Regions from separate parts of the Hordeum vulgare genome. Here region 1 is linked to region 2. Evidence: chromatin contacts called from public Hi-C data. All regions are on one chromosome and are shown on one strand. Each heading gives the region's core, a stretch centred on a gene start, on an enhancer-like site or on the middle of the called end of the contact. The rest is flanking DNA. Distances are from core to core; before and after follow the strand shown. Region 1 holds the start of LOC123442805 (pollen-specific leucine-rich repeat extensin-like protein 2). Region 2 has its middle 56 kb from the start of LOC123442803.

Region 1 (2,760 bases), core at 56-2,555, 210 kb after region 2:
AATCAATATTTGTCTTTATTTCGTATCGACTATTTGTATTGTAACATGTTAACTTAAGCATCAATATTTGAGAAATGTTATAATCTTTTGACATGATGTACTTGCACCGGGTTCTTTCTTGTACATATTTTATAATCGACCTTACGTACGTGTCTTTTTTTTAACAGTATCCATACACGTTTTTATCAATGGACTACACTTTTTCATTGTTTTTTTTTTCCGTTGCAACGCACGGGCATTTGTGCTAGTAAAAGAAAAACATTAAAGAGGAGCACCCTGGGATGAGCCTAGGGGACACGTTGTCCACACCCGTCTACAACCACACAACGAGTAGATCCCTGCCAGCCCAAACAGTCCAGGAGACCTCCTATTTGGCGTGTTCAGCGCCGGTTAAGCCACTTGCCGCTCGCATGCCTCTCCCGCATGGTCTGGCCCAACAAACCGAGTGTCCACTTCGTTCACTCAGTTGATAGGTCAGTATACGCTAAAAAAAGTTGATAGGTCAGTATACGTTAAAAAAAGTTGATCGATCACACTATACCTAGTTGTCTGTGACTAGCTACCAATAAACATTGACCAAAGATGATTTACTTTTAAAATAAGGGGAACACATTTTAAAAATAATTTAAAAAGTTCATGAATTTTGGGAAAAAGGTTCACACATTTGAAAAAAGTTCAGGACTTCGAAAGTTCATAATGTAGAAAAGGTTTGCACAAATGTAAAAATGTTCACAAAAAGATTTTGCAAAACTTCATAATTTTAAAAAGTTCACGGAATTTGAAAATTTTAACGAATTTGAGAAAAGGTTATCAAAATTGATTTTTTAAAAGTTTACAAAAGAATGAAAGAAAGTTTGTGATTTTTTTAAAATCAGGAAATAGATAAAATGAACAATGGAAAATAAAAAAGAGAAATAAATCGAAAAAAGGAAAAGTAAAAAGTAAACGGAAAATGAGAATCCTGTGGAAAAAAACTACACAGGCCAGCCTATTTAGGTACCAGTGTGGTGGTTTGTGCAGCGGGCCGGAAATAGGACTCCGTACAGTCCAGAGCCCACTTTCTCGCAGCACACGTTTCAGGCCCACAGAAGAGGCGCAAGCCGACGAACCAACCAATCGAGTCCGTCACTCGCCGTGCCGTCTCGTCTCTCGTGTCGTGTGGTCTCGCTCGCCGTCCCATCTCGATTCCTCCTCCCCACCCGACCTGACCCGACCCCCCCATCGCCCCCCAGCTCAGCTGCCCCTCTCCCCTCCCAGCTCCCCGCCGCACGCCACCCCCACCCCCACCCCCACCCACCCCCACCCAACACGCTCCCGCCGCCGGCGAGGCGGCCCCGCCCGATGAACACGTCGCAGTTCATGGACAAGCAGATCCTCGGCCTCGCCGCCTCCGCCGCCCCCTCCCCGCCCCCCGCGGGCGGCGGCTCGGAGCTCCTCGATCTGATGGGCCCCGACCCCCAGGAGGAGAGCGAGGACGGCCTGCGCCGCCGCCACCACCGCAGCGCCAACGGCACCGCCACCGACGTTCTTCCCAGCTACGACTTCCAGCCCATGCGCACCGCCGGGGCCGCCCCCGCCGCCGCGCCGCACTCGTGGGGTTCCCTCGACTCCAACTCCAAGGCCGCCTCGGTCTCCGCCCCCGCCTCGTCCCCATACAACCTCAAGGTACCTACTGTTACTCGCTGGATCTCTCGGTCTAGCTGCGATTCATGTCCTTGCCCGAAGCAAAGTTACCTGATTATCTCGTGTTGCAAAGTTCACAAAGGCGCCTAGTTCGGAAGATAAATCTAGTAAGTAGGAGTAGTTGCATGTAGGCAGTATTGTGTATTGTAGTGATATTGAATTGCTGGGGCCGTAAGTAGATCGGCTGGGCAAAAGAAGGAACTGCACCTTGGATAGGTTCACGTTGGCTTGTCTTGGGGTACATGATACTGCTAGCTAGGCACTACTACTAAATTTTGGGTATCCTGTAGCATGCGCTGGAAACATGGCCTTGTTGTTTGGTAGCTATCAAGTTAGCACATACGAATGGTATGCATAATCGAATTTGTTGATTCCTCAAGCCATCTATAAGTCATGTTTCAATTCCATGAAACATATCTCAGTGACTTTGTAATACATGCCATCTAACGAGCATGCAATAGCGCATAGATAGACGCTTATTTGTCAGAAAAATGGTCAGTGCGACTGAACTCCCGTAGATTTGTACGTTAAGTTTTATTCTTTTGCATGCTGTTAGATGCCAGATAGCCAGTACATCTGTTCTGTGAAATTTATGCCAAGATCTTGTTTTGTTAGAAGCTACACAGAAATTTGTGCTGACTAATTGCTGTTTAAATTCTTGCACACGACTGATTAAAATGTAACACAAGAGGTATCATGGTGATGCACGTTTTCCCCAGCTCTTACATTTACGACTTTATTTGTACTCTTTTGAATTACTTTGTTGAATCTGTGATTCTTATTTGATATATATTTGTTCGTTGGTTCTGTCGATTGCATGCAATGAACTTCTAATTATTATTAGTTGCATTTGATAGTAAACACCATCACTTGTCATATATAGCTTACTTACATTTTTCTTTTATATGATGGAAAGAGTGCTGGTATATTGGAAAACCGTGTGCCGAAGAATGTTAATCATGAGGAAGACAGGAGTAACTTTGGACTGGTAACTATAGCAGATATTGATCGAACCATGAAGAAGTATTCTGATAACCTGTTGTATGCACTAGAAGGTGTAAGCTCAAGGCTTTCACA
Region 2 (2,700 bases), core at 151-2,650:
CTACTTCATGCTCATGGTGAAAAGGCAACGTGAATACATTAGAACAAGCTACATAGACAGATTATATTACTTTTGAAGTTCTTTTGTGAACATTTTTTGGAAAAACAAGAACAAAAGTGAAAATGTGAATGTTTGTTCAAAACTATGAAAAATGAAATTCACCCCGAACATTTTTTTATTGTCGAACTAATTTTGAAAATGTGAACACTTTCTAAAATTTGTGTACAAATTCCGCAAACTCGAACATTGTTTGAAGTTCATGGGCATTTTATTTAATTTCTCGATAATATATAAAATGCAAACATGTTTTGAAACTTGAGCATTTTCATCATGTGTGAACATTTTTTTAGAGGGGAACAATTTTTTGAAATCCTTTAACTTTTTAGTTCGTGAAAAAAAATGCTAACATACTTTGACATTCTAGACTTTTCAAATAATTGAACATTTTTTGAAAATAAGCAAACAAATTTTGCAGTTATTTTTGGAATATCTGAACAAAATTGTAAAGTTATGAACATTTTTCGAATTGTGATAAATTTTTGAAACCGCGAACATTTTTACAATTGTGAACAAATTTTGAAACATGAACAAATTTAAAATTCGTGAACAAAATTATAATTGTTTTCGAATTGTGAACAAAATTGGAACCATGAACCTTTTCCGATTGTGAACAAATTTAAAATTGGTGAAAAAAAATATAAAATTATGCACAATTTTCAAATTGTGAACATTTTCAAAACATTTTCGAATTGTGAACATTTTTCGAATTGTGAACATTTTCAAAACATTTTCGAATTGTGAACAAATTTTGAAACATGAACAAATTTCAAATTCATGAACAAATTATCAAATTGTGAACATTTTTCGAATTATGAAATTTTATTGAAACCGAGAACATTTTCCGAATTGTGAACAACTTTAAAACACGAACAAATTTCTAATTATTTAACAAAATTACAGCATTTTTCGAATTGTTAACAAATTATGAAACATGAAAAAATTCATATTCGTGAACAAACTTGTGAACAACTTTTAAAACCATAAACAATTATTCAATTGTGAACCAATTTTGAAATTATGAACATTTTTCTAATTATGAACAATTTTAAATTTTATAAATTTTTTGAACAAATTCTGAAACTGTGAACACTTGTCAAAAAATAAACTTGACAAAAATAAAAGATATAAAAATAAAAATAAAAAAGAATACAAAAGAAGAGAAAAGAAAAAATAAACCTAAAAATAAAAAAAACAAATGGAAACGAAAAAACCGGTTTCAGAAAACCTCTAGAAATTTCGTAAAACCAGAAAAAAACCAGCAAGGTTCCCATAACTTGGAGCGTTGGAACGCTTAAACGGGGCAGGTCGTTGCGTCGCTGCTCGGTCGCTCGTCCCTACGAAGTGCCGGTAGTTTGACGCAAGGTGCGGAAAATAGCATTTTCTAAGTTATTGTGTAACGGAGATCCTATTCGATGCACTTTGCGTCAAGTTGTTGCTACATCGCATAGGCTAGCCACTAGTAAACGATGGTGCTGAGGGAATCCCGGTTTGGGAAACCTTCTAGACGGTTCCTGACTAGCCTTGGAAACCTTCTCGAAGGTTTCATAACCGATTTTCTTTTCCATTGTTATTTTTTCTTGGATCATCCGGTTTTAAAATTTACGTGCTTTCATTTATTTTATTTATTATTTTAATAACTATATTTTTTTATTTTTTGATTTTCTAAAGTCATAAAGTTGAAAAAATGATCAGTATTTGGAAACAAAATCGCATTTGAAAAAAGTTTCATAAATTTTAAGCAAATGTGCATGTTTTCCAAAATTGTCATTAATTTGAATAAATGCACATGTTTTCGAAAAATGTTCACAAAATTGAGAAATAAATTATATTTTGAAAATGTTCAAAAAGTGAAACAATGCCCGTGTTTTACAAATAATGTTCGGTAAAGCAAAAAACTTGTTTTGTTCAAGAATTATTAAAAATAGAAAATTCGAAACATGTTCGAAGTTTAAAAAAATCATGTTTCATAAAAAAAGGAATTTCGAAAATTGTTCTTAATTATTTTCTAACAATTGTCGCTATAGTGTCTAGGTCTTGTCCGCTACAGCAGCCGGTTCGATCCACTAGAATGCTTCCGTCCAGAAAGGGTGATCGGTTTTGGACATTTCTTATTTAGCCCTGCAGGCATCCGTTATAGGGCATTGCTGGGCCGGCCTATATACATCTTCTTGTTTTCTGTTTTAACGTTCAAAAAATGTACACCTGTAGGAGTTTGAACTCAGGAACTGCTGCAACGGCGACAATACAGTTAAGACTAGGCCATTGAATGACTAGTGCTTTATAACTTGTTTTTTTCTGTTTATTTGGATATTCAATCGCGAAAATCCATTTGTTTTCCAAGCCGGTTTTCCGCGGATTGCTGGTAATTTCTAGGGCCGTTATTTTGGGTTTTCTTTTTCCCTTTTTCAATGTGCGTTCTTTTTTTTTCATCGAATTTGTTCTTTTATTGTATTTTGAAATGAAGATTTTTTTTCAATTTTTTGAACTTTTTCATATATGATGAACTGTTTTCGTATTCGTTGAATGTTTTTCAAATTTTATGATTTTTTTCCAAATTCGCTGAATTTTGTAACAAAATTGGTAAACTTTTTTAAAAATCGGTGACCTTTTGTCAGGTTTTATGAACTCTTTTCGAATTTG

Evidence for each region. A called contact is a pair of places that touch in the nucleus more often than the background predicts.
Region 1: a Hi-C map of leaf shows a contact between it and region 2, with 6 times the contacts expected there. The contact joins the promoter of LOC123442805 here to the enhancer-like site in region 2. A contact is called at or near these places in 4 of 6 Hi-C or Micro-C datasets (leaf and seedling).

The regions. Positions count from the first base shown.
Region 1 is chr3H:32,921,235-32,923,994 of MorexV3_pseudomolecules_assembly, forward strand. It overlaps LOC123442805 (pollen-specific leucine-rich repeat extensin-like protein 2), which reads left to right and starts at 1,306. Exons shown (of 3, transcript XM_045118954.1): 1 at 1,306-1,665; 2 at 2,600-2,760. The coding sequence starts at 1,342.
Region 2 is chr3H:32,715,716-32,718,415 of MorexV3_pseudomolecules_assembly, forward strand. No RefSeq gene overlaps it. Among protein-coding and RNA genes, the nearest start is that of LOC123442803, 56 kb to the left of the region's middle. Within about 2 kb of position 1,401, at least 2 of the 3 cell types and tissues checked have open chromatin away from gene starts, as enhancers often do. A contact at or near this core is called in leaf, where this site is marked.